Regions from separate parts of the Mus musculus genome. Here all the other regions are linked to region 2. Evidence: chromatin contacts called from public promoter capture Hi-C data. All regions are on one chromosome and are shown on one strand. The core of a region is the stretch at or near the end of the contact, and the rest is flanking DNA. Distances in the headings are between cores, read along the strand shown.

Region 1 (3,302 bases), core at 478-2,977, 1.1 Mb after region 2:
GCAAGTGGGCCTGTGTTGTACAACATAGCTGGATGTGAATGAGCCAGGAAGCAGTGTCCTCCAGTCTCTGCTTCAGGCCCTGCCATGATTCCCCCAATAACTGAGGATGATCAGGAAGGGTACAAGTTGTTTTGGTCCTGGTCACAGCAGTAGGAAGCAAACTGAGACAATTGGGATTACATAACTGAGAGAGTAGTGGGCAGTAGTTACAAAAGCCAAAGAAGAACCCAGTGCTCTGCTCGCTGTGAATGGTGAAATGGGGGGTCGGGTGAGAGGCAATGAAGCAGTTGGCGCACGCTCCTGCAAAGCCATTTGATATTCTGGAAATCACAGAGTAAGGTTCTGCCAGTCAAGGGATCTGTATCAGAAGACATATGCCAGAGGAAAATTTATCAAAATGACCCTAAAACCTGAAGCCAAGGCTTGACAGGGACTGAGTAAGCACACCAGCACTGAGCTATCCCCACCATTTCTTGTTTACTTTATGACCCAGGTCTCATAGTTGCTCAGTCAGGCCTTAAACCTGTGATCTTCCCACACAGCTGGGACTACAGTGCTATGGCACTAGGATGGGCCTTGTTGATGCTGAGACCAGTTTCACTCTGCAGGCCCGGCTGGCACCAAACTCATGGTAATCCCACTGTTTCAGTTTCTCAAGTCTGGGAGTCTAGGTGTGAGGCAGCACACAATCCCAGTCAATCTGGTAGCAAGTTATAGTGCACACCCCTGGCAATGCACACGACGCAGCCTTCTAAAAAGGTTTTCTGGAAAACACACACCATGGTCAGAGGCTCACAGTAATATGATGATTTAACTCTTTAAAAGCATGGGATAAACTAAAAAAGAAATAGGTGGGAAATAAATGGAAATATTATTATAAATGCTGTCTCTCTACCTCAAGTTTTTTTCTTTTTCTTTATTCTTCTTATGAAGCCTAGGTTGCCCTCAAACTCCCTGTGATAGGATTGCACCAAACCAGGCTATTGTTTATTTATTATACTTTTTAACCTAAGTTTCCCAAATTCTTATCTCTTAACACGTTGTCAATCACAATTCATCAGTCCAGCTAAAATTTACAGTTAGTGACTTGGAGCAGACCCATAGACCATCAGGTTCAGGGCATGTGACAAACATTTATAAAGAACCTTAGTTCCCTCTATGATCAGTAGAACTGTATGTCAAAGGAGGGATTTGTGACTGCGACCCTAGCTGGAAATTTTTGTTTTAGCTGGAAATCAATGACGCCGCGACCACCCCCGTGGTACCCACCTCACCCCATTTGGCCTCTTCCGCAAGTTCTGCACCTCTCGGGTTTCTTCCAGTTTTAGCCTGGGGGAAAAAAAGGAATAAAAAGTGACGCACAGGTTGAGACCTGCGGAACTCAAAAGCCAAACTCCGTTCTAAGGACATGTCCCTTTGCCGAGTCCCTGATCCAGTGGTCATCGGCAGTCAGACCCATGCGACCCCGGGGCACCTCTCCCAGCCGCGATGTGGCCTTATCCCTAGGAGCCTCTGCGTGGCGCTGGCCGGTATCCAGTCCCAAGCCTGTCTCAGCAACACGTACCGAACCTCCTCTGATTCTTGTTCATCCTCCTCCGACTCCGAGTCAGCCCGGCGCCGGCGGAATGTTTTCCCAGTAATCCGCATAGCGGAACCAGACCCTTGGCGCTGCGTTACCAGACGCGTAGTCCAGGGAACCTCTCTCTTCCGGCGCGCAGAAGTGTCGTCAGAGCGTCGGCTGCACTCAGACCCGCCTCCGCCTTGCCAGGCCACACCCCAAGCCCGTAGGGCCCCGCCTCAGCAGGGCAGGCAACCACTCCGAACTCCGAAAAGCAAGGGCAGGTATTGCCGCGTGGCCACACCCTCGACCACGCCCATCGAGTAACCATGCTCACCGCTCAACAGGACGGCCTTCGAACCACACGGTGAAACCCCAGCAGCACGGCCACTCCCCCGACTCCCGGCATGCTTGGGCACTCACCACTCGCACGGCCACGCCTCCGGCGTGCCCGGTACCGCCCTCTAGTAGGCTGTGACCTGTGACACCGCCCCCGCTCCTGGCATAGGCTCTCCCGATTGGACGTCTGACGGTGAGGAGGCGGGGCGTGGCAGGCAGAGCCACAAGACTCTAGGCAGCGCCGCGGTGGGCTAGCTTGACTGACAGGCGGCGCGGTTGCGACGGCAGGTGAGTTTCTGACGGCTGCTGCCTGCTGCCGGGGGCTGGGCCGCTAGAGCGGGGATCATCGTCCAGCCGCTGGGAGCAGGGGAGGCCTGGCTTTGCGGGGCGGCCAGGACCTGGTAAGAGGTCCCCGCCGCCTATCATCCCATCACCGACTCCCGTGCCCGCCCCGAACCCCCACGGCTCTGGCTTTTGAGCAGGCCGCACGTCGCTTGGAAGGCCAGCAGGAGGCCACTCGGGCTCCAGGGCTCGGACGTGCACATTTATTCCTCACTCACAAAAGCTGATCACCTTGCCGGGGGTGAATATCAGTCCCGGTGCTGACTGTCCATACCAGGTTGGCCTGCAGCCATTCGTCCCTAGGAGAGGTACCACTGACGTTCAGAGGCCAGGGACTGCTCTTTGAGAGCTTGGGAGGACTCGTTTGGCCTGGAGGACTGTCGCTCTGCCATAAGCACCTTACACCCCCGAGATGTTGCGACGGTAGTTAGTTTTTAAAGGTGTCTATAAACACTTATAAGATGGATAAGTGCATGCGTAATAGCTCACATGGGACTTTTAGGGACTCCTTAATTACTAGTTTCCTCTGGAGCACAGCGCTTCTTACTCGACACTTAACTGTGGCAGGCACTGGGGTAAGCAGTCTCTTCTAGAAGCCTTCCATCAAATCCCACGAAGTAGATGCAGTTGGGTCTCTCTTTCAAAAAACGAGGCTACCGAGGCGTAAGAGAAGTAACCCGTACTTCAAGTTCTGCAGCTGGGAGGTGAGGCTGGGTTGGGGACAGAGCTTTCACAGCTGCAGGGTGTGCTTCAGGGACAGCGGGCCTCTGTGGGTCTTCCCTGCTGCTGCTGCAGCTGGTGTGCCAGCTTATGGGCTGGGGGAGGGGCTGATGGACACTTTTTCCAGAAGACTATTCTGAAGCAGGGAGGGCATGTCTGCCATGCCTTGGCTTTTTTCCAGAACATTTTTTTTTCTGAAGTTGTCATATTCCCCTTAGACTGGGACAAAGAGAAAACTCGGGATGTCTTGAAACAGCCTTTTAGCTTTGATCAAAGAGGCATTAAGTATCAAAAGTCTTGACCCCACTGGAGATTAGATCAACCATCTTCAGATGTCGATGGC
Region 2 (3,131 bases), core at 288-2,787:
AAAGAAGAAAGAAGAAAGAAGAAAGAAAGAAGGAAGAAGGAAGAAGGAAGAAGAAAGAAAGAAGAAGAAGAAGAAGAAGAAGAAGAAGAAGAAGAAGAAGAAGAGGAGAAGAAGAAGGAAGAAGAAAGAAAGAAGAAGAAGAAGAAGAAGAAGAAGAAGAAGAAGAAGAAGAAGAAGAAGGAAGAAGAAAGAAGAAGAAGAAGAAGAAGAAGAAGAAGAAGAAGAAGAAGAAGAAGAAGAAGGAAGAAGAAAGAAGAAGGAAGAAGAAAGAAGAAGAAGAAGAAGAAGAAGAAGAAGAAGAAGAAGAAGAAGAAGAAGAAGGAAGAAGAAGGAGAAGGAGAAGGAGAAGGAGAAGGAGAAGGAGAAGGAGAAGGAGAAGGAGAAGGAGAAGGAGAAGGAGAAGGAGAAGGAGAAGAAGAAGAAGAAGAAGAAGAAAGGCTCGGCTTGCTGGTGTACTCCTATAACCCCAGCAAGCAGCAGAGATAGGCAGATTTCTGCTCAAACGCAGCAAGTTCCAGGCCAGCCAGGGTTGCACGCACAAAATGAACCGTCAAGGGTTGACGAACAAATATGACATGGTAAGACTGCCCTGCCGGCTGTGGAGGTGGGAAGGTAGTTCACGCTCCAGGGAGGAGCTGGTGGGAGCACAACTACTGTGTTGGAGTTAAGGTGTCAAGGAAATGAGGTCTACCCAGCCCGGAGGTTGTTAAAGTCTCCCAGAATCCAGGGCGGGAACGTGAGCCTCGTGACAGTCCCCCACGATTGGCTAACAGGGAAGCATAGTTGAGAAGATGGCGGCTCAGCAGAGAGAACCTCAGCAGAGCAGGTCCGTATAGAAGCGGCGTACGGTGTGCGGGAGGGCGGCAGGGGCGTGGGGAGTGCGGCCTCTTCCTTCGGTTTGGGGCGTGTGGGAGAGGGGTACAGTTTGTGGAGTGTGCACAAGTTGTCTGCACTGAGCGGCCGAGGCATAGGAATGGCTTTCCAGAAGCCCCAGCCTGTCGCTTGTACAGACGCCCTCTGCGTCCAGCTTCCTCCTGTGTTTCGAGGGGAGCGCGTTAGGGTTCAGGATTCAGGAGGACCAGGGCAAAATGGCGGAGGGGACTCGGTGGCCTGAACGGTGGGGCAAGACCAGGCCGGCTGGCGCGGGAGGCGTCGCGTGTCTCCCTGACGACGGGGCGGTGGACAGGCCTCGTGACCCAGAAGTGGGCGGAGCGTCCCCGTGTGGGGCGGGGCATCTCTGTGACGCTGGGGGCTGGGCCTAAATGGCGAAACCCGAGAGGCTCCGGGGGGGGTTTGAACTGGCCAATGGGCGAGCTGCCGACCGGTTGTCGGAAAAGGAGGCGGAAGCGGGGAGGAGCCGCCGCGGGAGCCGGACTGCATCCGCCGCGGCGTCTCCATGGCACGACCCTGGCCTCCGACTTCAACGACTTCATAAGGAGACGGTTCTGGGCGCAGCCGTGCCGCTCTTGGTGAGAGGCCACGCGGCGGGGCAGGGCGTAGAGTGCCGCGGGTTCAAGCCCCGCGCTCCCGGGGCTGGCTCGACCGGGCACCGTCCCCGAGTCTAGGCGCGCTCCTTCCTGCGTCCGAACCCGGCCCGCCCCGCTCCTCGTTGGGCGCGGGCCCTTCCTCCTCCCGCTAACGGGCGGGCCGGCCGCCTCCGTCCTCTCCGGGCCATCGGCAGCGCTCTTTCCCTCCTCTGCTGTCCTCGGGCAGGGCTGCGCCCTTCTATGGGCAGAACCCCGTCCCCTCTTGCCCGCTGGTGGGTGGCCGTGCGCCCCATCCTCCCCGGAGGCCACCCCTGCTCTCTGCGGACTGGGCCGCAGCAGTTACATGCGCTCGGGGTGGGCAGGCCTCCGGGGACCCTCCAGACCAGCTCCAGGGATGTGGGTGATCCAGGAGCGGTCTGGCTCTCCATGCCGCCCCGCCTAGGCCGCCGCTCCACCCCTTCCATCTATTGGTTCTCCCTGGTAGCTATTCTGCCGGGAACGCCCCTTCACCTAGGAGACAGTTGCCCAGGCACTGTCCCGAAGATCCCTCCAGCTCCCTGTGCGGGTTCCCGCCCCTGGGGGGCCCACTTGGGGCCTAGCAGTTCTCACCTTCTTCGCACTCCAGGCAGCCCTCAGGTTTAAACCCTAGTAGCCGTCGGCCCGCTATTCTTCCCGGGTGGGGTCTGGGCATGCTGGTCGTTGTCCTCCTTTCAGTGACGTGGCCCCTCACTGTCCTGCCGCGCCCTCCACCTGCCTCCTGGCGGCGCACTCGGCACCCCGCAGGTCGCTCAGCCTCTCCTGTCTCCCTCCCTCCCCACTTTGGCAGGACAGTTGCTGTGCGACTTGGACAGTAGAGGAGCGCCTCCCAAGTTTTCATCCAACTGCCACCCCCAAAGCTTCCACCCTCCTCCCCTCAGAGAGAGGACGTTTGATGCCCGGCCCCTGAGATTCTCATTGGCCAGCCCCTCTGGGTCCCCCTGAGCAGAGCCTGCCGACCCAATTGCCCATCTTTGCGGCTTTGATGCTTAACCATGTCTGCCTCATCCTCAGGCGGCTCCCCCAGGTACAGCCAATGTGGGGGGCGCCTTTGCAGTAGGGCAGGGAAAGGTGGTCAGGGCTCCCCAGGCCAGGCTCAATGGAAACTTTTTTTTAGTTTCCCAGGTACTGAAAGTCTGGACCCAAAACACTTGAAAGTGACTTTGAAAGGGGAGGAGTAAAGACTCCCCTCCCCCGCCTACAGCTTACTAGTAGCAAACAAGATCACTCTTAATGCTTTGAGTTCAGCTTGGCTTCAGACTCACTAGGTAGTCAAGGTTGTGCTTGAATTCCCGATTCTCCTTTCTCCACGTCCCATGTGGTGGCTTAAAAGCGTTTCCCACCATGGCACCTCTAAACTAGTGTTAAAGTGAGCAGAGATATTATAAGTAAGTAGAAGGGGGGAAAACTTGAGGTTCTACTTTGAACAGTCTTCTTCCGAGTGGCCGTCCGGCTCGCTCAGTAGTTGTTTGTGAGCCGAGCAGAGTGCAGACCATGGTGCTGTTGCTTTAGGTTTCAGTCTTCCCCCTGAAGAGCTGGTGAGGTCGGCAGAAGGCTATCTGGGAACTGTGAGGAGGCAGTGGGCTAGGTTAGCTTTAACCATTGCAG
Region 3 (3,537 bases), core at 425-2,924, 1.2 Mb before region 2:
TAAAGTACAAGCTATTATATCCAAATTAAAAGGCATTAAAGAATAAACCATAATATTGGGGAGAGGGTACACAAACACAAGATACAGTATGTCTAAACATCTTGAAATTATAATTTTAGGGTAAAAGTTGAAAAATTACGCTGTTTTAGCTAGAGATTAAGTGCACCTTTTTTCCTGTTTTTCCCAAATAGAATCAGAGTTTACGATTTAATCACACCTCAAAGCTTTTCTCTCAATACAAAGCAACCACTAAATACACACAAAATACTTATTTGTTAATAATTTCCCTGGCTTATCCAACGTGCAATGCACACGACTTGAAAGACTACAATTTGGGGGTGAGTGTACACAAACTCAATTATCTTAAGGACAAGGAGAGCCTCCTGGATGTATGCTTAGGAGAGAAGTCCTAGTTCCCAAGAAGGCCAGGCGAGGGCGCCATCTCCTCGAACTGGAGTTATAGGTAGTTGGGAGCTGCTGCCATTTGGGTTCTGGGAACCTAACCCTGGTCCTCTGTAAGAGCAACAAATGCTCTTAACGGCAAGGCCATTTCTCTAGCTTCCGCTTATCATCTTTCACTGGGTCTTATTATATAAGTTTAAGTATAATAAAACCCCAAACTCCAACCCAAACCAAAAAACAACAAAATACAGCAACAACAAACCAAAACAAAAAATACACAATGCCAGGTGGTGGTGGTGGTTGTGGCGGCGGCTGCTGGGGCAGCTGCGGCGGTGAACACCTTTAAAGCTAGCACCTTTAAAGCTAGGCAGAGGCAGAAGACTCTCTTGACTTCCAGGCCAGCCTGGGCTACAGAGCAAGTTCCAGGATGGGCAAAGCATAAAGAGAAACTTTGTCTTGGAAAACCTTAATAAATACATAATTAATTAAAAAAATAATACAAATAAGGAAAATAACAGCAAATGAAAACTATATACATTCTGATATCCCTCTAAAAAGCTTTGCACCACAGCCGGCAAGGTTTGAAAAGACTTGACACCTTGTCATGGCATGCAAGTAAATCAAGGTATTCTGACTTTACAACATAAACTGCATCCTCTGACTAAGGCTGGCCTCTACATGTCACTCCACAGACTCTTCTGCAAAGGAAAAAGTGGTGGTGGGGGAAAGCCCCATCCTTTTTGCTGCAATTGACAGGCTGTCCATCCAAGGGGATCCCAGAGGCTCATTTGGAAATAGGAACGCCTACAGGGAGACCCCAAAGGTGGCAGGTGTGCCAAAGACAGAGGGACCTGGCTCGAAAGGGCCAGCGCTCTCCACTGAGCCTAGCCCTGCCAGCTTGTTTTTGACTGTGCTTGTTCCGAGCGCGCGCCTCCTGTCACCATCACGTGGCCGCCCCTCCCCACCCCACCCCTCGGCCGGTCTCGTGGCTCCGCCCTCTGCGCCGGGACTTCTTTCGGCCTCCTTCAGAGTCACAAGATCTCTCAGTGGGCTCCCACCTTCACGATCCTTCCGCCGTCCCCGCCTCCACATTAAAATCTCTTTCGGTTTTATTTATCTCGGCCAGCTTGTATCGTCATAAGTGGTATATCCTGTCCTGTCTGGAGAGGCTGAGACTCTGGCCATCTGGCATTAGGCTCGGAGCGTAGTAGAGACCCGAATAGGGACTCTTTTTCATAGCGGAGGCCCCCGCCGCTCGAGACGCTTCACGCCAGGGGGAGGTGCTGCGCGTCCAAGATGGCGGCGCCCTGTAGGCTGGAGGGACTGTGAGGTAAACAGCTGAGGGGGAGGAGACGGTGGGTGAGTACGGGGGGTGTTTCCCCTTCTTTTCCTTGTGGGCTTTTCGGGGCAGCTCTGGCAGCGTGACCTCACGCTGTGGGGCGCTGCGGAGCGCGTTAGCCGAGTCGGGGGTCCGGGGAAGGGGGTTCGGGGAGCTTCTTCCTCGCCCTCATCGCGCGCTGGCTCCGGCAGGGCTCGGCTTGGGCTGCTGGGGCCCCGGGGAGCTGAGGCGGGCCTGCTCCGTCCGATGGCATGGCTGGCTGCAGCTCCGGGCCCGAGGTGGCCCCGCTAACCCGCCCCCCTCGCTTGCTGCGGTGACAGGCTCCCGCGGGGGTGCGCCGCGCAGGTCAGAGACCCCGGGCCCGGCACGGGGACCCGGGGGTGGGGTCGCGGCTCGAGCCTCTACTGCAGCCGCCGGGGCTGGGGGTGGAGAATGAATGAAGGCCGCCTGTGGGCACTGGAGGCTGCCCGGCGCCCGCCGTCTCGGGGAGAGTGTGCACGGCCGAGTGCTTGGCTCTGGGTGTACTTGTGGGTGTTTAATTGATGCTGGAAGACAGTTACCTCCAAGTCGGCAGAGGTGCTCGTTAGCGACAGCTACCTGCCCAGCCACTGCTGAACGCTCATTCATTCATTTGAGGACCTGGAGGACCCACTGCCTGCGGTCCCAGACACCTTTTTTAGAACCCAAGCACTTTCTTTGTGTTGTGGGTTAGAAGAGTTTGGCTTCTCGCGTGTTGGATTTGGAATGAGAGAGACGTGGGGATGGCGTGGAGTGTGGTCGGCCAGTAATCGCAACTATCGTTTTTTTTTGTTTTTTTTTTTGTTTTTTTTTTGTTTTTTGTTTTTTGGAGAGGGGGAATAGGGGGTGCCTGTGTGACCGAGCACTATTGAAAGTGCTTGGTAGCCATCCTGTCTTTGGTTCTGGACAAAGGAGAAGCAGTCTGCAGCCTTTCTAAATGAAGAAACTGAGGCCTGGAGAGAGTGGAATAATTTGCCCAAGGTCACACCCCCCTATTCTGAGACAGCACTGGAATTGAAGTCCGACTGGTTCCATTTGTCTGTTATTTGATTAAAGGTGGCCTATTATTAAGTGAGTGTAGTTAATCATTTGGCCAAGGTAGGGATATGTGTGTGTGTGTGTGTGTGTGTGTGTGTGTGTGTGGTGAGAGATTTTGAACAGGGTGCATTTGGTTTGTATGTCTTAAGCTTTTGTTTCTTACAGCACGGTGTATTTGGTAATCCAAATTTGGTTACAAAGTATTTTGTATTTTTCCATAAAACCGGTGGTATTCACTGAAAAAAAAAAGGCTGAAATCCTTACTTAAGAAAACGAATATGGAATTAGCACTTCACTTTACGTATTGTAAGCTGTAAAAGTACTAAAATAGACTAATGCTCTTCTGAGATATTTTGATTTATAACTTTAGGATCAAGTTGGAGTCATCTGCATTCAAACAGGCTGGGGAAGCGCAGTGGTAAATTCTAGGAAGCTTCACAGAGCCTAATCTTCTGGGAGCCTTTGATTTACTGAGCAACCCACCTGTGATTTTTAACTTGAGCGTCGCTGAATAAACCTGGGATATGCAAATAGGAAAACTGATTTAGAGTTTTGTAAGGAAATGCCCCTTTAACAGTCATACATCAGGCAAACGAGGCTGTTCAGACTTTTGTAACCACCTGGTGTAAATGTAAGGGGTATTTATAGAGGATGTGAACAGAAAATACCTTCTTACTAAAGTTAATATCTTCTCTAAAAACACCCTTACATCATGGGGCTAGAAGGGCAGATGATGTAAG

The links. Promoter capture Hi-C pulls out the DNA fragments that hold promoters and counts their contacts. Capture Hi-C pulls out chosen DNA fragments and counts their contacts.
Region 1: a promoter capture Hi-C map of adipose tissue shows a contact between it and region 2, with 2.5 times the contacts expected there. The contact joins the promoter of BC005624 here to the promoter of Odf2 in region 2. A contact is called at or near these places in 2 of 39 promoter capture datasets (liver and pre-B cells), 1 of 484 Hi-C or Micro-C datasets (CD4 T cells) and 1 of 9 other capture datasets (adipose tissue).
Region 3: a contact with region 2 is called in a promoter capture Hi-C map of pre-B cells, with 2.3 times the contacts expected there. The contact joins the promoter of Tsc1 here to the promoter of Odf2 in region 2. A contact is called at or near these places in 3 of 39 promoter capture datasets (cranial neural crest, erythroid cells and pre-B cells).

Annotation. Positions count from the first base shown.
Region 1 is chr2:30,980,214-30,983,515 of GRCm38.p6, forward strand. It overlaps BC005624 (cDNA sequence BC005624), which reads right to left and starts at 1,728. Exons shown (of 9, transcript NM_144885.2): 1 at 1,565-1,728; 2 at 1,270-1,329. The coding sequence starts at 1,647. It overlaps Usp20 (ubiquitin specific peptidase 20), which reads left to right and starts at 2,066. Exons shown (of 25, transcript NM_028846.5): 1 at 2,066-2,185.
Region 2 is chr2:29,888,453-29,891,583 of GRCm38.p6, forward strand. It overlaps Odf2 (outer dense fiber of sperm tails 2), which reads left to right and starts at 1,538. Exons shown (of 21, transcript NM_001369060.1): 1 at 1,538-1,759; 2 at 2,314-2,550. The coding sequence starts at 2,519.
Region 3 is chr2:28,639,559-28,643,095 of GRCm38.p6, forward strand. Tsc1 (TSC complex subunit 1) reads left to right here and starts at 1,675. Exons shown (of 23, transcript NM_022887.4): 1 at 1,675-1,732.